Regions from separate parts of the Macaca mulatta genome. Here region 1 is linked to region 2. A link is a contact called in public Hi-C data. All regions are on one chromosome and are shown on one strand. Each heading gives the region's core, a stretch centred on a gene start, on an enhancer-like site or on the middle of the called end of the contact. The rest is flanking DNA. Distances are from core to core; before and after follow the strand shown. Region 1 holds the start of KLHL35 (kelch like family member 35). Region 2 holds the start of RPS3 (ribosomal protein S3).

The links. Hi-C and Micro-C count contacts between places; a contact is called where the count stands out from the background.
Region 1: a Hi-C map of fetal cortex germinal zone shows a contact between it and region 2, with 1.7 times the contacts expected there. The contact joins the promoter of KLHL35 here to the promoter of RPS3 in region 2.

What each region holds. Positions count from the first base shown.
Region 1 is chr14:75,849,978-75,854,861 of T2T-MMU8v2.0, reverse strand. It overlaps KLHL35 (kelch like family member 35), which reads left to right and starts at 3,543. Exons shown (of 7, transcript XM_077963847.1): 1 at 3,543-3,702. It overlaps GDPD5 (glycerophosphodiester phosphodiesterase domain containing 5), which reads left to right. Exons shown (of 18, transcript XR_013404150.1): 17 at 1,107-1,685; 18 at 1,760-2,124.
Region 2 is chr14:75,813,988-75,818,856 of T2T-MMU8v2.0, reverse strand. RPS3 (ribosomal protein S3) reads right to left here and starts at 1,937. Exons shown (of 7, transcript NM_001266290.1): 1 at 1,878-1,937; 2 at 584-714. The coding sequence starts at 1,907. LOC114672509 (small nucleolar RNA SNORD15) reads right to left here and starts at 1,014; the gene lies at 867-1,014.

The sequences.
Region 1 (4,884 bases), core at 2,294-4,793, 34 kb before region 2:
CACCGGGATTATACCCACACACATACAAAGGCATAAGTACATGTGTGAAAACACACACCCCCACACACAGTCATCCACTCTGTCATCCACCATGGCTCGGTGTCAGTGCCATGGTTGGTGGGCAGGGGTGGGGTAGGGAGAGGAGTCTGTTTGGAAGGCCCGCCCCCTTTGCCTGATTCATACTTGGATCCTACAATATTGGCCTCACCATTGCTCTTTGCCAGTCCCTGTCAACATTCCCAGTCTGATGGAAGCAGCAGCTACGTAAACAGAGGCATGGAAAGTCGAGTTCCTGCGATGGCAGTGCTGTGGGGGAGGGCGTGGTCAGAGCTGCTTGGGCAGTGAGGAATGCTTTGGGTGCCTGATACACTGAGATGGGGAGGATGCAGAGGAGGTGCCTGGGTAATGGCTTCAAGTTGAGGGTCGAGCGAGCTGAGGGAAGGAAGGGCATTCCAGGTGGGCACGGCATGTGCGCAGAGGCGGCAAGGGAGCACTGCTTGCCTGGGCACCAAGAATGAAGAGTCCCTCTATTGGGCCGAACTCCACTCAGCAGAGCTTTCTTGAGCCTCAGATCCGTGCCCAGCACTCTACCAGGCCCTGGGGACATAGATGCCCAGAACCCACCCTGGGCAACCATACAGAATGTGGCCAGGGCAGAGGGAAGCAGGGGCTGGGGTTGCCATGAGGAGGCCCCAACCCGGCCCAGGGCTCTGATGAGGCTCCCAGGAGGCTGAGTGACAGATGAGAAGACTTGAGCCAGATGGTAGGAAAAGGAGGTGGTGTTGGGGCAGCCACTCCTAAGAGAGGGGCCAACACATGCAAAGGCCCTGAGGAGAGTGGACACATGGGTGCCAAGCTCAGGGACACAGGTGGTTTTCTGTGACTGCAAAGTGAAGTCCCAGGGGACAGCAGATGAAGGTGAAGCTAGAGTGCTCGGCAGATACCAAAGGGGCCTTGAGTGCCAGGCTCAATGTCGACCTGAGCCCAGTGGTTTCATCAGCCTCCAAGTGCCCAGCTGGGTGGTACAGCCTTCCCGCCCCATCTGTCACCCATCCTTATGACTGCCTCCTCCCTGACTCACATTCTGTCTCCCTCTGGCCCCGCAGAAATCAGCGATGGTGTAGAGGTCTCCGATGTGCTCTCCGTATGTTCAGACAACAGTTATGACACATATGCCAACAGCACCGCCACCCCTGTGGGCCCCCGAGGGGGTGGCAGCCGCGCCAAGACCCTCACAGAGCGGAGTGGGCGTTAGCTGAAGACATGTCTCATCCACCTGTACCTGACACAGAAGCCAGGGGAGCCTAGGAGAGCTGATGGAAGCGTGTCTGAACTCGGAGTGCTCTGGAAGCTGGCTCCACAGCCTCCTTGTGGGCTCCAGCCCCTTGTCAGCCACAGCCTCTCTTGAGGGGGACTCCCGTGTCCCCCTGAGGCCCAGCTGGACCAGGACTCCAGCCTCTCAGATGCCCCTGCAGGCCTGGGGCTCCTTCTGGGTGGTGCGGGGCCTAGGGCTTGGGCCCCTCTTCTGAGGCCCTCTCCTATATCCTGACTTGGAAGCTTTGATGGGTCATGGGCCATGCCATGCCCCCTGTGGCAATGGAGGGTGCGGATGCTCACCTGTGCCGTCTGTCCTCCTATCTGTGCCCCGAGGCACTTGAATTCTCTGTTTTTATCCTGCCCCAAGGGCCTGGGCCGGGCCTCTACCCGAAGCAACTCTGCTCTTCCTGTCAGTCTCAAAGCACAAGGAGGTTCGGCCCAGGAGGAAGCCAGCTGCAGTGTGGAGACACGTCCTCCTCCCCAGTCCACCTCATGCCACCACCAACCCCCTGTCCCAGGAGCAGACCTGAGCCACATTCCCCAGGAGCAGCTGGAGATGGCCAGAAGAGTGAGCTCAGGGCTACTGGATCCTATGCCGAAGTGTCCAGCAGACCTCAGGGCAGAAGAGTCCCCTAACCCAGGAGTCCACAGACTGATTTAACCTCAGGTTCCCACATCAGTGGCCACAGGGCAGGGCCCACCTGGTAAAAGTGTTCTGGACATGGTCAGGGTGGGTGTGTGGCTAAGTAGGCCTGCACAGAGGGAACCCAAGGGGCTCGGCCAATGTGATTAAAGCTGCCATCTTGATGTGTGTTGTCTCTGAATTGCCAGCAGGAGGGTGGGGACAAGTGCACTGGGTCTAGGTTTCAGTTCTGACCCTATGATTTGAGGAGGAACCATTCTCAGGAATGAATGGGAAAACGGCAGGATGGTGCCTCCCCTTCTCTGGGTCCACCACGGTGCCAGTGGCTGGGAGCCAGTATCCTCACATGGTGGATGGGGAGACAGTCTTGGAGAGGTAAAAGTGACCTCCAAAGGCCACACAGCTTAGAACAGGCCAAGCCAGAATCCCACCCAGAGTCTGACCCCAGCGCATATGTTATGTCTCCCGTAAGCTAGGAATGACACACAGAGCGGGAGGGCTCCTGGGTCCAATGTGGGGCTGGGAGTGGGACTGGCAGGTGCCCTCACAGCCACACGAAGGCATTCTGAGCCTCCCGGCTGTGTTGGGACAGGCCTTCAGCACAGGGAGGCCTCTTCCCCATGTGAGGAGTTTGGCTTTGACTTCTCCGAGCTTTGGACCTGCCTGAGGAGGGCCCATGCCCATGCCCAGGACTGGGGGCACCTGGGCTGAAAGCCAAAGTACAGCCCTGGGACCACAGGTGTCCTTTCCTTCCAATCCTTGGGACCTCTGCTGTCTATGAGCAGGAGTCAGTGGTGGCGTCAGAGCAGGCCTGTAACTCCCCTCTTTGTTCTGAGAGTCTGCCCGGTCATGGGTGTGTCCTTAGGGAAAAGGGGGAAGCTGAGCCCCAGCTCCAGCCTGCATCAAATTAACTCCATGCTTCCTGGGAGCCAAGGGACGTGTGTCTTCCAAACAGGAATCTTCTGGATAGAATTCTTGGGGTCTAGGAGATTCTGGCATGCAAATATTGGAAGCTCCACTGGGCCCCCACAGTAGCCTCGAGGAGCGGCCCTCCTGCCCCTGCTACTGAATGTCTGGCAAGTGCTCCTCTTCTTGGGGCAGAGGTCAGCTCCCGCCTCTCCCTGGGCTCAAGGGAGTGAGACTCAGAGCCACTGTGCCCCCTGCCCCACACATGCTTAGTCACATTGGCATCTACATGGTCACACAGCCACATGTCCACACGCAGCCCAGTGCTACACAGTCACTGCATTCCATGTACTTCCACAATCACGCATAGTCACCCTGGAACCTACATGCCCACAACTGCACGATGACACCCCTCCCACACCCCAACTCCAGCACCATACATCTTCAAACCCTTGTCCTCAATCAGGGACAAGGCCAGCACCAGGTCACCCCCAACCCCATGCACGAATCCAAATCCAAACCCTGGAGTTGCACACAGTCAATCCACTCTTACGCCCCTTCTTTCTTTCCCTCCCTCCCAGGGCTAGTCCAAGAGTAGAACAAAAGCCCAGCATCCCCTCCCCACTCGCTTCTCCCTTCCTCTCCCTCCCCCTCCCTCCTGGCGTCCAGCCCCTTTGTCCTCCCGCAGCTGAGCCCGAGCAAACAGCGAACGGGGGTCTGGCAGAGCAGCACGAACATTGGAGCTTGGGCTGCCAGGGGTGCGGGCAGCAGGCACAGACAGGAGTGATACCTGTGAGAGCAGCAGCTGCGGAGCACTTGGGAGAGGGTGTGGCCAGGTAAGCGCCAGGTGCATGGGGCAAGGCTTAGGCTGCAGGGCTGCCCCAGCTGTGTGGTATCCACAAGTCTGAGATGGGGAGGATGCGGAGGAGGTGCTTGGGTAATGGCTTCAAGTGGATGTGGGTGTAAAAAAGAGTGATGGTGGCATGTTCGAGTCAGCTTCTACAGGCTGGGCCCTTCAGTCTGCATCATGACCCATGGCTTGAAGTGCCTAGACTCAGCCGAGAAGGGAGGATACTCATTGAGCCCTACCTGGGAATTTTTACCTTCCGTGTTCCAACTGGGTGTCCTTCGGCCCCCAGACTGGGGATCCCAGAGTGAATGCTGGATCTGATGTCACTGTGTGTCCAGAGCGCCCAGTGCAGTAGACAGTAAAATGAAAAAGTACTGACACACTTCCTAGGAGGGAACTCTTTCTCCCCCAGGGAGCTGCTTGTGCTGTGGGACACCTTTGCAAGAAGTCCATCCTTATGCTAATGAGACCGGCCCTCTTGGGTTTCAACTCAGAGTGTAGTTGCTTTGTGGGCTAGTGGAGGACAGACTGGTTGCAGCGTGCTGTGATGACTGGTCTCACTTCCTTCCACCTCCTGGCTGCTCCTTGGGACACACCCCCACCCTGGCAAGTGTGGCATGCAAACCCTGGAGCCAGGTGGATTCAGGATCCAGTCTCTCCACTTGGGCAAAAGTAGTTAACTTTCTTGCCCACCAGGGAGTTCATTTCTCACGATGCTGACCAGGGGATCCATGGCCCGGAATGACCAGGGCATGAAAGCCAGACTAACGCTGGGCAGGATCTGACCTCCAGAAGCAGCAGAGCAGCTGGGAGCAGGAGGATGGAAGGAGAGGCAGGGCGCAGAGGGTGGACCTGAGCCCCCTAGAGTAAGCTGATGGAAAGGAGGGAACTCCCTGTCCCTGGAGGTGTGCAAGCAGAGGCTGTGTGTTCATAATGGCCAAATCATAACCAGCATGGCCCAGCCCCTCAGTCTGCAGAGCGCCTTCACAAACACCCCTCTGCTGAGCCTCGCCGCAAACCTCTGAAGGGCAGGTGTCCTGTGTGTGCTTGTTTCCCTTATGACAAACTAAAGGGGCAGGGGTGGGCTAAAGAAACTTCTCAGGTTGTGAGGATGAAATTAAATTATGTCTATAAAAGTAACTGGCACACACAGTGTCCTCCCTTCCTC
Region 2 (4,869 bases), core at 688-3,187:
CATCGCCTGCTTCAGCCTCTGGAATAGCTGGGACCACAGGTGTGCACCACCACAACCTTATCTTTTTTAGAGAGGGGGTTTCCGCATGTTGCCCAGGCTGGTCTTGAACTCCTGAGCTCAAGCGATCCTATGCCTGGCCTTAAAATCCAGCTTTTAAGAAGCAATTACATTCACTAAGCCCAGACTCACTGGCTGTCTATCCCCTTAAGTTCACAAAGGACAAACCAGCCAGGCGCGGTGGCTCATGCCTGTAATCCCAGCACTTTGGGAGGCTGAGGTGGGCGGATCCCGAGGTCAGGAGATTGAGACCATCCTGGCTAACACAGTGAAACCCCGAATCTACTAAAAATACAAAAAATTAGCCGGGCATGGTGGTTGGCCCCTGTAGTCCCAGCTACTCAGGAGGCTGAGGCAGGAGAATGGCAGGAAGCTGGGAGGCGGAGCTTGCAGTGAGCAGAGATCTCACCACTGCACTCCAGCCTTCGGGACAGAGCAAGACTCTGTCTCACACACACAAAAAAAGGAATAAACCAACTTAGCATTTACAACAATTATAGGTGATGGCCAGTCAAGTGAGTTTTACCTGGTGGCTAAGATAATGATTTCTGTCCTGGTTGGTGTAACTCGCACCTCAACTCCAGAGTAGCCATCTTCAGCCAGCTCCCGAGTAAGAAACTCATTCAGTTCAGCTTTGAAGATGCCATCAGCGACAAACTAATCCAAAAAAAGCGAAGTTCAAAATTAGGACATCGGTGTAGGCTCACTTTCGCCTGAGCCAGTGTCTTATTAGTCAATGCATCCCTCCCCAAAACTAAATACCTCCAACCAATGGTTCCAAACCCTTGTTCCAACAGGAGTGCAGCAACCCTTCTCAGACAAATGCCTCTAGGTCATCTTTAGGAAGTTACTTCAACCAGGGCCCTTTAAACTGTGCCACAGAATGCAGCACAGAGTAGGCAACCTGGGCGAAGGCAACACCCCCAAGTCAGACTCGTCATCATCTCTTCATCGAAGGGTTTAAAACAGTTCCACATGCAAAACAAGAAACTGCTCTAAAATAGCCTATTTACACCTCACTCAGCACAGCAAAGACACTGTACTTGTCACTGTGAAGGAACAGAATAGATAGTGGACTTAACATAAGCTCTCTCACTTGCAGACACAACCTGGACCGTCTAAAGAATCCCAGCCATGTTATCTGGCCTTACGGTACCTGTGGTTTTAACTGTAAACAGAGCTGGAAAATCCTAACTCACAAGAGTTGTGGATTTAATTTTAACATCGAAGTGTAGGTATACGAAATGACAAACTGTCTATTTTTAAAGCTAATGATTTTTACACAGTTCTTTCCCATGGAATAACAAAGCGTTAAATCCGAGGCAGCTTCCTCCCGGGGTCCTCAGACGGAGCAAGCAATCGTCAGTAACCCTTCATGTTGAGGTCGTGGGACCAGCAGACTGTACCCAGACTCGACCAGTAAGAAGACAAGTATACACTGCTGCCTCCCCTTCCCAAAACCATGGGATAAGACATGAGGGAAATGACACACGCCCTCAAAATACCACGTTTACTAATTCCATTGACCAAAAAATGCTCACAAACGCCTTCTCCGGGACAGAAGGGGCGCCTGGTCCCCATCTCTCTGCGCTTCACTCGGAACCAGAGAAAAACCTGTCTCTCCCTTACCCGGCCACACAGCGCCCGCCTGGCTCGGGCCTCTCACTCAATCCACCGCCATCCGCGGCCCGTGGGAATGCCAGGAAGCCTAAGCCGCTTCCCAGGGCAGGGCACGGAGCTGCAGGCCTCGCGGTGGCACCCGAGAAGCCCCTGACCCTCGCGGCGCAGTCGTTCCCCGAACCCAGTCCCCAGAGGCTCACCTTCCTCTTCTTGGAAATTTGCACGGCCATCTTGCCGCCGCGCTCCGCCGAAAGAAAAAGAAGTGGCGGGCGGGCGGAAGTGAGTATAAAGGGCGCGAGCGACGGCGGAGGGCTGCGCTACGTGGACGCCTATGGGTGCTCATGGGAAATGTAGTTTTTACGTAAAGAAGGCGTCAAGGGAAGGAAGAGTGTAGGCAGGAACAGTAAAGGGGGTTCGACCAGCAGGACTGCTAGACTTCAGAGGATCTTAGAGTTCAATTCTCTTTTTTTTTTTTTTTTGAGACGGAGTCTTGCTCTGTCGCCCAGGCTGGAGTGCAGTGGCCGGATCTCAGCTCACTGCAAGCTCCGCCTCCCGGGTTTACGCCATTCTCCTGCCTCAGCCTTCGGAGTAGCTGGGACTACAGGCGCCCGCCACCTCTCCCGGCTAGTTTTTTGTATTTTTTAATAGAGACAGGGTTTCACCGTGTTAGCCAGGATGGTCTCGATTTCTCGACCTCGTGATCCGCTTGTCTCGGCCTCCCAAAGTGCTGGGATTACAGGCTTGAGCCACCGCGCCCGGCCGCGAGTTCAATTCTCATAGTTTAAAAACAAGCAATGCGAGGTGCAGAGGTGGAAATTACAGGTATAAGTTCACACAGCAACAGAGTTTAACCAGCGTGGAACTCTGGCCCCTACACTTTCAGGGTGGATATTGTAATGAAAATCTGCTGAAATCCCTCAGTGAAATTCATTTAAGACTCCTCTTTGGGAGGCCAAGGCGGGCGGATTACTTGAGGTCAGGAGTTAAAGACTAGCCTGGCGAACATGGTGAAACCCCGTCTCTACTAAAAATAGAAAAAGTAGCTGGGCGTGGTGGCAGGCACCTGTAATCCCAGCTACTCAGGAGGCTGAGGTGGGAGGATTGCTTGGACCCGGGAGGTGGAGGTTGCAGTGGGCGGAGATCCCACCACTGCACTCTAGCCTGGGCGACAGAGTGAGGCTCTGTCTCAAAAAAAAAAAAAAAAAAAAAAAAAAAAAGAATGTCCCCAGTCTGTGCCCATTTCCTCCATTCCAAATGATAATAAAACCTGATATTTACTAAGTGTCCTAGGGACTGTGTTCTGTGCCCTTTATGTTGTTTTCATTTACTCCACCTTACTTTCATCAAGTCCATTACAATTTGTAACAGAAGTCCCAGAGAGTGGCTCGTGTGCCCGCCCACCCTCCCTCTCTTCCTTCCTTCCTTCCCTCCTTCCTTCCCTCCTTCCCTCCTTTCTCTCTCTTTCTCTCCTTTCTTTCTTTTCTCTCCCGTTGCCCAAGCTGGAGCGCAGTAGTACGATCTCAGCTCCCTGCAACCTCCACCTCCCAGGTTCAAGCGATTCTTCTGCCTTGGCCTCCTGAGTAGCTGGGATTACAGGTGCACACCACCAAACCCGGCTAATTTTTGTATTTTTAGTAGAAATGAAGTTTCACCACGTTGGCCAGGCTGGTCTTGAACTCCTGACCTCAAGTGATCCACCTGCCTCACCCTCCCAGAGTGCTGGGATTACAGGCATGAGCCAATGCACCCGGCCTTCTTTTTCAATTAAAAAAAAATTCTAGCCAGGTGCAGTGGCTCAGGCTTGTAATCCCAGCACTTTGGGAGGCCAAGGCAAGTGGATTGCTTGAGGCCAGAAGTTTGAAACCAACCTGGGCAACAGAATGAGACACTCTCATCTCTACAAAAAGTGAAAAAAGAAAATTAGCCGGGTGTGGTGGTGTGTGCCTGTAGTCCCAGCTACTCTGGAGGCAGAGGTGAGAGGACTGCTTGAGTACAGGAAGTCTAGGCTGCAGTGAACCGCGATTGTGCCACTGCACTCAGCCCGGACAGCAGAGTGAGACTCAGTCTAAAAAAAAAAAATTTAAATGTCTGTTCATTTTATTATGAAGCTTACAGAACAGTTGGAAAAACTGTACATGTATGCATCACCAAGCTGAGGGGGAATTGAGAATGATGCTACAACTAATATTTTGCTGTTGCTTTATCATGTATCTACTCATCCCTGTAGCCACCCACCAATATATCTTTTGAGGCATTTCAAAGTAAGTTGCAGACATTGGTAAACTTTACCCCTAAACACTTCAATAACAGTTTTAAGTTTGAATAGTTTTCTTCACGTAAAAGTCAGGGTATTTCTCTCTAAAACTATTTCAGGTTTTTCTTAAGAATATAGAAAGATCGCCGGGCGCGGTGGCTTACGCCTGTAATCCCAGCACTTTGGGAGGCTGAGGTGGGCGGATCACAAGGTCAGGAGATGGAGACCATCCGGGTTAACTCGATGAAACCCCGTCTCTACTAAAAATACAAAAAAAAAAAAAAATTAGCCGGGCGTGGTGGCGGGCACCTATAGTCCCAGCTACTCGGGAGGCTGAGGCAGGATAATGGCATGAACCCAGGAGGCGGAGCTTGCAGTGAGGTGAGATGGCGCCACTGCGCTCCAGCCTGGGTGACAGAGCGAAACTCCATCTCAAAAAAAAAAAAAAAAAAGAATATAGAAATATCTAGCAAAATAGTGAACCCACATTTCTTCATGGGCAGTGCTCTCCTTCCCCGTTATACCAAAAGAGGCTTTCCAATGTGCCACACTCCCTGGCAGCATCACTCAGTTATTTTCTGGTCCTAGAAGCCATTGGAGTGTTTAACTCCAGCACTAAAACAACTCTGCTGTAAAGTGACCTGTCCTATAATCATGGAATTAACAGAGTTCTACAGGAGCTGAGCAGAAGGACCAGGGAAGACGACAAAAAGTGGCTGGGTGCGTTGGCTCACGCCTGTAATCCCAGCACTTTGGGAGGCTGAGGTGGGTGGATCACCTGAGGTCATGAGTTTGAGACCAGCCTGGCCAACATAGTGAAACCCCATCTCTACTAAAAATACAAAAATTAGCCAAGTGTGGTGGTGCATGCCTGTAATCCCAGCTACTTGGGAGGCTGAGGCATGAGAATCTCTTGAACCCGGGAGGTGGAATTGCAG